Linked DNA regions of Canis lupus: region 2 is linked to region 1. A link is a contact called in public Hi-C data. All regions are on one chromosome and are shown on one strand. Each heading gives the region's core, a stretch centred on a gene start, on an enhancer-like site or on the middle of the called end of the contact. The rest is flanking DNA. Distances are from core to core; before and after follow the strand shown.

The links. Hi-C and Micro-C count contacts between places; a contact is called where the count stands out from the background.
Region 2: a Hi-C map of blood shows a contact between it and region 1, with 2.4 times the contacts expected there. The contact joins the promoter of LOC119877201 here to the enhancer-like site in region 1. A contact is called at or near these places in 2 of 9 Hi-C or Micro-C datasets (both in blood).

Annotation. Positions count from the first base shown.
Region 1 is chr17:64,487,744-64,494,822 of UU_Cfam_GSD_1.0, forward strand. It overlaps RAP1A (ras-related protein Rap-1A), which reads right to left. Exons shown (of 9, transcript XM_038562377.1): 8 at 4,992-5,107; 9 at 716-1,921. The coding sequence ends at 5,021. It overlaps LOC111090743 (a long non-coding RNA gene), which reads left to right. Exons shown (of 5, transcript XR_005372801.1): 2 at 3,963-4,168. Among named protein-coding and RNA genes, the nearest start is that of INKA2, 26 kb to the left of the region's middle. Within about 2 kb of position 4,953, at least 3 of the 20 cell types and tissues checked have an H3K27ac peak or open chromatin away from gene starts, as enhancers often do. A contact at or near this core is called in blood, where this site is marked.
Region 2 is chr17:64,554,857-64,561,721 of UU_Cfam_GSD_1.0, forward strand. It overlaps LOC119877201 (collagen alpha-1(I) chain-like), which reads left to right and starts at 2,918. Exons shown (of 5, transcript XM_038562424.1): 1 at 2,918-3,264; 2 at 3,395-3,961; 3 at 4,052-4,354; 4 at 4,571-5,025; 5 at 5,137-5,450. The coding sequence starts at 3,212. The coding sequence ends at 5,204. It overlaps RAP1A (ras-related protein Rap-1A), which reads right to left and starts at 4,361. Exons shown (of 9, transcript XM_038562377.1): 1 at 4,344-4,361.

The DNA.
Region 1 (7,079 bases), core at 3,703-6,202:
GAGAGGTGAGTTTTCAAGCAGAATGGCTGTAGAGGACCTTAAAATATGCCACCTTGGCCTGGACTGGCCTTAATGCTTCACTTACTTATTTTAATTTAAAAAAATTGTTGCATTTATTAGATTTTTGGCCCCTCAATCCCAGACATATGTGTAACTGGATCAGTAGAAGGAAAGTATTAGTTAACTAAATTTATTAGAAACTCAAAAGAATACAATTTCCAATTTTTTTTAAACAATATTTTAACATTTTCTCAGGTTGGTCAGAGCTTACATTTGAAATCTTATTCCTAAATCTCAATTTAGTAACCGATGGCCTGACCACATTCCTGGAAAGTCTCAGCAAGGCATGAACACTACTTCACACCTAGTTGCAATGAGACAATATCTAGATCCCTGAGCAGTGATGTAGACTTTCTAGGACTAGTCTCCTTTTCAGTATTCAGGGACAAGGCACAGGGTTTTCTCAGCTTGTTTCTTTCCGTCGCCAGCACTCAACTGGCCGACAAGCTGTTCTGCTCTACCTCTATGGAGAACATGTAAGTCACATCGATTCCCCAGATCCATGTCCTCATTAAGCGCCACCTTTGTAGAGAAAAACAACTGGGAAGGAAAAGAAAGCACCACTGAATAGCCAGCTACAATTTTAACTTAGCAATCTTTTCCATATGTCTACCATACTACTTCATACATAGTCGAAGCAAAAGTAACCAACACATTCTTTATACGCTTTTTCACTTTTTCTCACTTCTCTCAAATTCTTCAATCTATTATAAAGTAAGTTTGAAAATTTTTTACATAACATTTCGTTGGTGGGCTTACACCCAACAAATTAACAATGACCAAAGGATTCCCTTGGTGAAATTACAAGCTGTGGAAGATTTGAAATAGTAAAGTTAACCCCTAATACAGTATTAAACTTATTTTTACATATAAAAATAATACAGTGGGATATTTTATTCAATAAGATACAATCTATAAGATCAAGAGAGAATATACAAAACTATTCTATGTAGTCTGATGTAGTTTGCTGTATAGTAGGAATAAATACATCTAGAACAGAAAGCATGAAGTCTGTTCTCAAAGAAATCACCAATTAGGTGATTTAAACACTTAGGGGTTTAAAGCCAAGTATTCTGTAAGTACCAGGCAGAAAGGAGCTACAGTTGTACTTAAAACAATGTGGCCATTATAAAATAAAATCTTAAATCTATAAACAAAAACACACAAAACCAAATGAAAATGTACTAAAATTTAATCATCCATAAAAGCTGTAATTTAATCTGACAGTAAAACACAAGAAGCAATATTAGAGTTGGTTTAGTATATTATATATTTTAGCTTTGAAAGCCATAGAAATCAGTTATCCCAGTTTTTTTCCTATAAAAGACCCATTTTTCCAAAGCATTATGCACAATTTTAATTAGAATATAATGACAGAATGATATTTCATAATTTTTTAAATATAAAATGAAGTCAATGACTCAAAAAGTTATCTGCTGCAATGAGTTTGAGGAGAAATTTCATAATCTATATCATTACAGATATAAAGTATAATGGTTCAACTTTTAGTGCTTGACAGGGAGGAATCATGATAAAAAGGTCAATATGAAATCATTTGATTATAGTAGCAATATCTAACATTTGAAATGCATCCATGCTCTTTTGTATAATCATATTAGAGTCAAGTATATTTATTTTCACATCTGTTATAACTGCTATTGCAAAGGAGAAATACTATTGTCTTATTTTCCAAGAGATATACACAGAGCAATTTTTTTTCTCCAGGGAATTTGTGCAAACCAATATAAGATTTAAATTCTTCACATAATATATAAAACAGGAGAAGCCTCTTCAGATTTAATTTTTGAAGTCTGGAATGCTGGCACTTCCCAATTAGGCAACAGTTCTTCATTCCTGTAATCTAGAACATCAAATAGATATATTTAAATATATATACATATGTAAAAATAAACAAACATATGTATATACACACACACACATATACAGTTAATCTCTTGATGTCAGAAGATGGTAGTGAACAAGCAGATAATCATATAGAAAGAAATGATTTCAGCCGATTGTTACTAGACAATGAAATTATACCAAATAGCTATCAGTAACAAGGCTATTTTAAACTTTTAAAAACATTTAAAAATGGTTTTATTAATTTCACAATCTGACAGTCCTGTCTGTAAAAAGGAAAACTGTAATTATTTCTATCTCATTATCTTATTTTTCCAAAAAGGAAATGATACCTGCACATAAAATATCCTTATCCAACCACTTCAGGACTATATGATATTAAGATTACCACTTCTTTAAAAAATATATTTATTTATTTGAGAGAGAAAGAGAGAGAACAAGCACAAGTAGGGGGGAAGGGCAGAGGGGGAGGGAGAGAGAGAGAAGAACCCTTGAGCAGACTTGGCACTGAGCAGAGAGCCTGATACAGGGCTTGTCTGGGGGGTGGGGCGGGAGGCGGCTCCATCTCCTAACCTGGAGATCAGGACCTGAGCCGAAACCAAGAGTCAGACACTTAACCGACTGAGCCACACAGGTGGCCCTTGGATTACCACTTCTAACACAAGTTAGGACCCGAAAACACGACACAGAAAGAGCTGACCCCCATAGGCAAGGGCAGAAGACTCCAAGTTAGTTGTATTACTCAGCAGAAAAGAATTAGGTTAAAGGAAGAATTTCCTGAAGATGAATTTCTCTCCTCCTCTTTAGAAGTGGGACATACTGGAAAGAGATTAACATGTTTCAATACAGTCTTGCTTAAAGGATAAGGTCAGATAAACTGCCCTCAAGGTTCATGTACTCTTACTCAAATATATATATATATATATATATATATATATATTTTTTTTTTTAATTTATTCCCCATCCCAGTACTTTTCAAGTGGGATCAACATGGCACTTCCAGTCTATAATCACTCTATGATTTCTCTGCTCTGCCAAGTATTCTGACTTATTTCGTATTTTCAAGCATCCACGGAGATCTCAGGTGACGTATTAAATATATTGTTGGGCTGAATTACATATCAGAACCTAAGAATTTACACAACCAGGATGAAAGTCTTATTTCTGGATGTAGGCCAAGATTAATCTCTCAGGTAAAGCCACAACACACTGCAGGTTGTATATGAATGAATTTTCACAACAGGCCAGGAGATGGCACCTCTTCCTTTAAACAGGCTAAAACATTTTCTACAGAACTGGAAATTAAACTAGGGTCAGCTAAGGTAATAGCATCAACAAGACAGTTACCTATAAGAGAGCTAAATGATTTAGTTCAGAATAGGAACTGGAGTCCTATTTTCCTTACCTTTGCACCCTTACCTAAAGAAACACACCAGCAAATTTTAAAATAATCATCTTCAGGGAGCTAACGATTTATAGTTATTGAATCAAGATTTCACTAAAAGCCTAAAGCAAACATTAGACCAGACGCTATCTTTCCTAAATCCAACCAGAGGCAACCCCATGCTGTTTCATGCTTTCTGCCCATTTTCCTTGAACTTCATTTAAAAAGGAGGTACCAAAAAAATTAAATTAGACTAAATTAAAGGGGGGGTACAATTACTCAGTTGTTTCCCTGGAGAGAGAGATTCATCCAAGTCTCTAAGGAAGCACTTATTAATTAGTTAATTTGGTGCTCTGGAAGAGGTAATCTGCTCAAAGGACCCAAGAGACTTAGAACTCTCCAGTGGTAAAAGTAGACTTTCCTCTAACCCGACCAAGATTAGTAATATGCACATAACCAGCATCAAAATACATCATAAAACAGCTTCATGAAAATATTCCTTTATGGTATAGTTTATAGAGCTTATGAAGATAAGTAGAAATTGTTTAGGGGATTTAATATATATAATTAGAGGAAAACAAACAAATGGTCCCTCAGCACCTGGTTTCTCATTTGATAGGCAACTTTAATGCTGCCACTAATTTCTCTCCAACAGGTTCGCTTTAATGAAAATTTAAATGGTACTTAAAGTCAACTACTACTTAGAAGCCTGTAGACAAAACATTTCAAAAAAGCCAACCTATACCCAAGAGGAAATGACTACCATAACATAGTACCACATACCCAGAAGAACGGCTTGAGTTAAAAAGACTGGCAATACCAATTTTGGAGAGGATGCAGAACTTATAAAGCTGCTAGTAGGTGTGTAAACTGGTACAACTACCTTGAAAAACTTTTTTTAACAGTAACTACTAAAACTATCCATATAATATAGTATACAGTCTGGCCATTTCATTCCTAGGTATTTATCAAATAAAAATGATGCACATGTGCATACTCATGCAAGAATGTGCAGAATTACCCCATCAGTTCTTCAACCCAAATGTCCATCAATAGCAGAATATATAAAAATATTGCCAGTACAGTCATGCCATAAAAATGAACTACTGCTATATGCAATAAGGAGAATTCTGGAAAACATATTTTTGACTAAAAGGTGCCAGACACAATACCTGTTTTTGTTAATGTTAAGTTCAAAGAGAGGCAAAACTAATTGTGTTAACAATCAGAGCAAGGGTTACATTGAGGGGAGGAAAGACTGTGATTGATACACACAGGTGTGTTCATTTTTAAATAATGCATCAAAATGTGCACTTAAGCATTTTGTTTCAGATAAACCATGTTTCACTTTAATTGGGCATGAATTTAGGAATGACCCTAGAAGGTATTCCATTTATTCAACCACTATTTTCTGAAAACCCATTCTGTACTTGGCACTAGGGACACAGGGTGAATAAAGCACACATGAGCACACATGGTCCTTGCCCTCAGACACCTTACAATCTTATGGGAAGAAAGACAAATTATCAACAGAGGAACATATTTACAAGCCATATATCAATCACGTTCACAAGATACAGAAACCTGGAAATACCCCAAAAGGTGAAATGGGAAGTGGTTAGGGCTGGGGAAAGCCCAAAATAAGAGTATGAGAACGGCATTTGTTCTGCTTTCAGTATCTTACCTGGCTCAGAGCTGCTGCTTACTGTAAGTCTAAAGCAGCAGACATGATTTCTTTTTAGGCTTCTTCTTTTCCACTGGTGTTTTTCTATTTATCTGTCTGACAAGGTCATAAAATATCTAAATAAAAACAAGAGAAAAAAATGTCTTATTCAACAAACATTTGAGATCTTGCTCCACAAAACCATCCTGGTTCTGTTCAATGGGATTCTGCCCTTGGATCTATATATTGCTGCTTTAACAGCAGATTTCTTAGAAGCCCCACGTGACTCTCAGGGTAAAGGACTTACCAATTTACCATGAAGGAAATACACCTGCTCTTAGATATTCAGTATCAAGAAAAAAAAAAAAAAATGAGTAGTAAAAAACAAGGCAGTGAAGTTACAGTCTTCATGGAATCTTCTATGCTTCAATACATTAATTATTAAGGGAATAACAGTTAATGTTCACATTGAATCTTCACATTTATTCTACTTTTTAAAAATGTCAAACTTGGGCACCTGGGTGGCTCAGTTGGTTAAGTGCCCGACTCTTGATTTCGGCTCAGGTCATGATCTAAAAGTCCTGGGATGGAGCCCCACAATGGGCTCCCCGCTCAGCAGGGAGTCTGCTTATTTCCCTCTCCCTTGCCTTCTGTCCCTCCCCTTGTTCACAAGCACATGCGCTTTCTCTCTTAAATAAATAAATCTTAAAAAAAAAAAAATCAAACTTAACAGAGAAGTTGCAAGAATAATACCAAGGACTTGTGTATTTTCTTTATACAGGTTCATCAATTAGGAACAATTTACCACATGTACTTTATCATTAATTGCTAAATACACTCTCTTATTTTCTAAACCATTTGAGAGTAGCTTGCATATAACGGTCCCTTAATGGTTGAGTGTGTATCTCCTAAGAACAAGGATATTCTTCCATTACCATATTATAGTTATCCGGTTGCATACATTTAAGCACTGATACATTACTCTGTATTATCTACAGTGCAGATTCCAATTTTGTAAATTATCTCAATAATGTCCTTTATAGTAATTCCTGCTCCCCTCCACCACAAAGAGTCCATCTAGGATCACATACTGCATTTCATTGTCTGTCACTTTAACCTTTTAGAATCTGGAATGGTTGGTTCTTCAGTATGTCTTTCATGACACTGTCATTTCTGAAAATGGATGGCTAGTAACTTTATAGAATTTCAATTTGGGTTTGTCTGATGTTTCTTCATGATTATATTCATGCTCTATATTTTTTACTGGACCAGGACAAAAGAGATACTTAAGAGGAACTTAAGTTCCTTTTAAGATACATGTAAATGCACATGATTTTTGTTTGCCTCTTTTGGTGATATTGGTTTTGGCTAAAGTGAAAAAGAGAAAAAGTCACCCCAATTTGAAGTGACAAATAATTTCTTAATATATCTTCTGGATTCATTTTGAATGAGAAATGCAAGGCATCAAAGAAAAATACAATAGTACTTATTTAAAAGATTATTATTTTAATTCCAATATGTTTATATGTTTCAAAGTGTCAGAATAATTAAACAACATATCAGCAGAATTCAGTTCTTTGCTATGAAATGCAAATACTAATGACCTGGAATAGAAACAAATATTGCAGAATCTCTTTACTATTACTCATCTATAATAAAAGTGCTTTGTAGAAGTCTATATAAGTCCCAGCTTTTAGGGGCATAGGGACAAATGACAAAATTTGAATATGCACTAACATGGACTTGATTTTAATAATTGTGTTGTGGTTGTATAAAGAAAATATCTTTGATCTAAGGGTACATACACTAACGTATTTATGAATAAAGGAGGGTGATAAGTAAACACTGACATGTTAACTGGTGAAATCTGGATGAAGAGTAAACAAATTTAGTGTTCTTACATATTTTCAGTAAGTTTTAAAAGTAAAATATTTTAAGAATCATTGGTCTACATTTCTTTAAGATGGTGCTCAGATAAAACAATCTCTATTTACCTTATAATCCTAAGATTACAAGGCTAAATTATTAAAAAGAAAAAAAAAAGCCACTACTGAGTGATTTATCCTAAAATTATAAGTGATGCATTTACATTCTTTTCTTTCTGCTACA
Region 2 (6,865 bases), core at 1,668-4,167, 65 kb after region 1:
CAAGCCATCTAGATTTCAGAACTAGAAATGCTGAGCAGTGCTCTCACAGTGGTAAAATTTCTATCAAAACCGACTGGTAAAAAAAAAAACAAACAAAAAAAAAAAAAAAAAAACCGACTGGTATCATTCTTCCTTATAAACTAAATAAAATGTCAAAGATGCAATGCTAACCTTATTTAACAAAACAATAATCTCTGTGTTTTGAAAGCTATAAAGAATTACAACTGTCTAAAAATTCAACTAAGTACTAGTTGCATAATTTATTGCAAAGAACAAAACATGGGGCTGTCAGTTTTAAGATTCTAAAGACACACATAACAGAAATTAAACAAATTGCAGATATCATTTAAAAATCCCTTTATGGGCAGCCCAGGTGGCTCAGAGGTTTAGCGCCGCCTTCAGCCCATGGCATGATCCTGGAGACCCCGATGGAGTCCCACGTGAGGCTCCTCCCAGCATGGAGCCTGCTTCTCCCTCTGCCTGTTTCTCTGTCTCTCCTTCTCTCTCGGTCTCTCGTGAATAAATAAATAAAATCTTTTAAAAAAATAAAAATCCCTTTGTGTTAAAAAAAAAAAAAACAGGAATTGCCAATATGAAAAATTAGATGCTCGACTGGAATGTGTATTTTATATAAAAGATCAGTCATATAATAACAAAGTTCACGGATGGTAGTAAACTTTGGCAAGACTTTTAAGTTATTTAACTATTAGATTCTGAATCATGACAGAATGTAAAACTCCCTGAGGACAAATACCCTAATTCATTTCTGTATCACCAACAATTAGCACTCTGTTGTTAAATGTTGGAGAGGTAAATTATGATATGAACTTTAAATTCAAGCTCTTTGAAAATTCAACCTAACTAAAAGATCTTCTTTTATAACTCAAATGATTTTTTTCAAGTATTAAATAATAATACTCAATGCAAGTAACACTACCATAACACTGAAGATCAACAACTGTGGCTATCCCTTTAACTAGTACAACATATTTTTTAAAGTAATTCACAGGATACATCAAGAAGACAAGTAAATTCATATACTTTGATTCAGTTCTTCTTCTGGAAATCATCCCAAGAAAAAATTCCAAAAGAAAGAAAGAAAATGCTACATATACAAAGTGTTCATTTCATCATAATTTTAGTAAAGTGAAACTATCTACATGCCCAACAATCGGTAACGCGTAGATGGAGTATTTTTGCAACCTCTGAAAAAGGCTTAAAATAAAGATTAAACCTCCTAACTGGTCTTCCTGCTTATACTCTTGCCCTGGCCAATTCCCACCAAGTTGATTTCCACACAGCAGCCAGAAGGATTCCCACAAACTCTTTTACTTGAAACCCTCCAATAGTTGATTGCTCATCTCATTTAAAGTAAAATCCGGGATCCCTGGGTGGCTGAGCGGTTTAGCACCTGCCTTTGGCCCAGGGCGTGATCCTGGAGCCCCGGGGCGATTCCTGCATCAGGCTCCCTGCATGGAGCCTGCTTCTCCCTCTGCCTGTCTCTCTCTCTCTCTCTCTCTCTCTCACAAATAAAATCTTAAAAAAAAAAAAAAAGTAAAATCTGAAGTTTTTACCATGACCTACAAGGCTGTTACTTCTCTAACCTAATGCTCCCTCACTCCCTCTTGCTGTATTCCTAGTTGTTCTCAAAAGGCCAAGTACACTGAGGGGGGGGGGGGGGGGCTTTGCACTTGCAGTCCCCTCTGCCTACAACTTTCTTCCCCAAGAGAGCACATCTAACTCACTTCCTTTGGGTCTCTGCTCCAGTCTCATGCCATCCCTGCCACTGCTTCTCTCTTTCCCTCACCCTAATTGACTCTTCTGCATGGCTCTTATCATGTAATATAGTCTACATTTATTTGGTTATGGCCCATCTCTTCTGATTAAAATATAAGCTCCATGACAACAAGAACTTGATTTTATTCACACAACAGGCATTCAAAAAGCAGTTGTTGAAGTGATATTAAATGCTGGTATAATAATTATTAACTACATGAAAAACCGTGCATTTAAACAAGCTCGGAAGAGAACAGGAAAAATGAATAATTTGATTTGCGAACATTTAAGTGTTGATCACGTTACTAAGGAGTTTGTACAATAAAAATTTAAGTCAGTTGTGATTATGATTTTAGGCTGCCAAAAGTGACCACAGCAATCTTATTTCCTTGGAAGCCATTAGTGTATTAGCTCAAAACTGACTGGTAGTAGTTATTAATGACAACTCTTCTTCATACAATTGTAGTAACAATTACTCTTAAATCTTATTCCTAAAGACCCAAAGTTTGGTCTGTAAGTACCGACAGACACTGCCACCCTTGAGGCCACACGGAAAGTGAACAAAGGCTTTTGAACAGTTTTAATATGGAATTGAATAACACTCGGGGATTCCAGTTTTCCTTTGAGACGGATATCTATGCTTGGTTTCGGAGGGAACCTGAAACTGAATGCAAAATGTCATGCATGAACGTCTGTTAACTTTTTTTTTTTTTTCCTGGAGAGAAAATCTATATATTTCATCATAATCTCAAAGGTGTCAGTGGCCTAGAAAAGGTTAAGAATTACTGTTTCACACTGGAAGTGTACTATCCTAACATAAGCTACCTTCCAACGAACAGAAAATATATCCTACCTAGACACCTCCTTGTAATCATTCAACCCACCCATAAAATTCCGAGTGCCTGCACTGTGCCAGACACTGTGTGATCCTCACTAGCTTACACTGAACCATACTCTGCAGTACACGGTTGAAAATACCAAGGAAACAAGGTTCAGTGAGACACCAGACTGGCTAAATAAATAAATAACTGCACCCAATGCAAATACAGTCTCAGAACAGAAAGCGGTATAAGGAATCATAATAAAGACCGAGAAAAGCTGGGGGGGGGGAAGGTGCTGACTTAGTGCTTATTATGTCAAAGTACTGCAGATACCAATGACATCAAAAGGAAAGAAAAACTACACATGCGTGCCCGCCTCCACACATTGACAGGAAACCAGAAGAAAGTTTCCGAATCCTGTTTCCAGCAGCATCCCTTGAGACTGCCCTGCAGCGTGCTTTTGAAGGCAGGCGCCCTACCTTAAAACTAGGAGCAGCTGCTTGACTCCTACTACGATGGAAACAGAAAGAATCATCACCCCGGACCCGGGAGGCAGAAGGCCGCGGCCACCTGTGAGGCCCAGGGACGTCCTGCCGTGATCCCTTTTCTCTCCGATGCCCTCCTTCCTTCAGGGCAATGACGACACCGTGTTCCCCCCCAGCAAGGAGTAGGTGACTCCACGTCGGTTCTCCTTCCCGAGGGGTCAGAAGGTCGCCCAGAGCCCTGGTGCTCAGCCCCGCGAGGAGGTCCCACTGCTCGGGCGCCAGCGTCTTCCCCTCCCCGTCTCCCCGTCGCAGGGAACCACGCGGCCCGGCAGAGGACACGGCCCCTGACTTCCCGGGGGGACAAGCCACGCTCCCCCCAGCCCCCGGGCCCCGGGCCGAAGGGAGGCTGGAGTCCCGCGGTGGCCGGCCTCCTCCCCAGCAGAGTTCAGGGGCGGAGCGTGGATCCGGGAAGAGCGACGCCGACCAGGCGAACGCCCCGCGGGCAGGCTCGGGCTCGGGCTCGGGCTCGGGCTCCGGGGACGCGAGGAGAGAGGGCGGGAGCGGGGCCGGGACGCGGAGTGGCCGTGGAGATGCCCGCCCTCGGCACCGCGGAATAAAGGCAGGAAAGGGAGGCCGGCGCTCCCGCCTCCCGCCTCCCGCCCCCCGCCCCCCGCCCTGCCCCGGCGGAGCGAGGAGGCACCGGGTCCGCCGGCCTTCGGACCCCGTCGCGCGCCCCGAGCGGAGGGCTGGGTCGCGGGGAAGCTCCGTGCCGGGCCCGGCGACATGCAAGGAGCGGGGAAGGCGCAGCGGCGTGCGGGGCTCCGCGGCCCTCGGGCAGCAAGTGGCGAGCGACGGCGCGGGGGCGAGCGGGCTCGGGCCGTGACACCTCGCGGGGCTGGAGCGCGGGGGACACAATGTCCTCTTTCTCTCGCGCGCCCGGCCCCGGCCCCTCCCGCCCGCCTCCCGCAGGCCCAGCCACGGCGCACCGGCTCGGTCCGCGGGCGTGGCCGGCTCCGGCCCTGGCGGCGGCGGCGGGGCCTCCGGAGCTCCCGCCCCTCCGCCCTCCGCCCTCCCTCCGCCCCTCCCGCCGGCCAGGCCCCCGGGCCGCCGCCCCGGACCCCGAGGGGACGCGGAGGAGGAAGGGGGAGCCCCGGCACTGACCCGCCGCAGCGGCCGCCGCTGCCCTGGCTCGGCCGCCCCGCGCCCCGCGCCCCGCGCCCCGCGCCCCGCGGCCGGCCCGGGCTGCCCGCGCCTCACTCACCCCGCGGCCCGGCGCCTCCTCCACCTCCTCCTCCACCTCCACCTCCACCTCCACCTCCTCCCTCCTCTCGGCCGTGGCTCCGGCTCCGGCTCCGGCTCCGGCTCTGCGCGGCGGCGACGGCGGCGACGGCGGCCTCGAGAGCGGCGGCGGCGCCTCCAGAACGCGCACGCACGCAGCACGCAGCACGCAGGCCACGCCCCCGGCCACGCCCCCGGCCACGCCCCCAGGCGGCGTCGGCCCCGCCCCCCGCGACTTTCCGGAGTCCGCTTAAAGCAGCCGCGCAGAGGACCGCGGTGGGCGCTGAGGACCGGGGGGAGGAGCGCGGTGCAGGGGCCCTGCGGAGCGCGGGCGGGAGGCTGCGGAGGGCGGAAAGCGCACGGGGAGGGGCCCGAAGATGCCGGAGGAGTCGCGGCTTGGAGGGAGCGCGCGCGCTGTGTGGGTAAGTGCCAGGCTCCGTGCGAGGCGCAGGGGCCCTCGCGAAGCTTGAACCCCAGCGGGGCGGGAGGGGAGACGGGCAGCCAGACGACGGCGATGGCAGGTCCTGCTAAGCAGCGTGGAGAGAGGCGACGCCGGGCGTGCGGTGGCTCCGTAGCGGGCCGGATGCTGCCCCGCAGAGGAGGCCTGGGAGCGCGCGTCCTACCGTGTGATGAGAAGGAACAGGCTTCGCAGACACCTGTGCTGGGTGCGCGCGGGGCGGGGGCGGGGGCGGGGCCGGGGGCCTGGCGGGGACAGCCTTCCCACACCGAAGGTCGATCGGCCCGAAGCTCAGAGGTGACCATAACAGACCTGGTAGGTTGCAGGAGCAGCGAGAAGCCGGCAGGGCTGAATGGAACCAGCTACCCCGAAAGCAGCGGCGGTTAACCTGGGAGAGGCGTGGAGGGACCAGATCCGGCGCAGCCGCGTGGGTGGGCTCCTGGAAGAGCAACTAAAAGCCGGGGCGGGGGGGGGGGGGCGCAGAGGAACGACCACGCCTGATCCACAGTTGTAATAATTACCCTTGGGCAGCCCCGGTGGCCCAGCGGTTTAGCGCCGCCTGCAGCCCAGGGCCTGGTCCTGGAGACCCGGGGTCGAGTCCCGCGTCGGGCTCCCTGCAGGGAGCCTGCTTCTCCCTCTGCCTGGGTCTCTGCCTCTCTCTCTCTGTCTCTCGTGAATAAATGAATAAAATATTTTTTGAAAAATGACAACTGTTCTTGCTCTTATGTGTAAAGTACACAACAGGGAAGCACGAATGTCCACAGGAAGGCCACCAGGGATGTTGTTGGAGGTAACTTGGAACAGGAAGGCAACAAAGGAGTGAGAAAGCTACTCAGGTACATTTTGAGTTGGGATGGGTTTGGCAGAGAGTGTGTGAAGGAACAAACCCCACGGATGATTCTGAGGTTCAGAGCTCGAAGGATGAGTTCATGGTGGTGCCATTTAATGGGAAAGGGAAGGCTGCGAACAGGAGAAATTTGGGGTTGGGGGAAATCAGTATTTCTGTTTTGTGCATGTTCCATAAGGTGCTTGTCGTATACATCCACAGGAAATGTCGAGAACAACAGTTGGATATAGATTTGGGATTCTTCAGAGCACAGATGCTTCTTAAACCAGGAGTCTACATGAAAGCACTTAGGGAGGGAGAGTAGCTAGAGAAGAGGACTACGAGGAATCCAACACTTGGAGATTAAGTAGAAAAGGAGGAGGAGCTACCAGTCTGATCAGAGGAATACTAGGAAAGGGTGAGTGATAGAAGATACTTGTTTCTGGAAGGTGGGAGCCATCACTCTTATCAAGTACTGTTGAAACAAGTAAGCCGAGGAGAGAGTTTGAACACTAGATTTGGCCAGATGAAGTCACTGATGTCCTTGATGAGAGCAGTTTCAATGGTGTCACAAGGGAGAAAGTCTGATTAGGGTGTGTTAACAAGAGAATGGGAAGTGAGGAGGAGAGAGTGACTTGCTATAAAGCAAGTCTAAACCGCTCTTGAGGACCTTTGCTATAAGGAGCAACTGGGAACATGGTAGTAGCCCCCGGAGTACTTGGGATCAAGGGAGAGTATATTAAGATGGGAGATGCTTCTGTTGTTGGTACGCTGGATCAATCCTTTGGAAAGGTAAATGTGACAATACAAAAGGGAAGAGAGACAAGTGGAGACTGTCCTCAAGACAGTAACAAGCAGGGCACCTGAGGGGCTTTGGCTCAGGGTGTGATCCTGGGGTCCCAGGATCGAGTCCCGCATCAGGGTTCCCCACAGGGAGCCTGCTTCTCCTGCCTATGTCTCTGCCTCTCTCTCTGTGTCTCTCATGGGTAAATAAGTGAAATCTTTAAAAAGAGAGAGAGAGAAGCAATGAGACCTAGCATGAGAGTGAAGAGGTGGCCTTGAATAGGAACAAGGGCAGTATGTTGACATAGTATTTGGGGGGAGAAGGCAAAGTCTGGATGCAAATGCAGGTAAGTCAGGGAGTATACTTGGTGTTGGTGGTGGCAGAGCAGGAGGGGACAGCTGGGAGCTAAAATTCAGCCCCTGTTCTGCCAACCCTGAG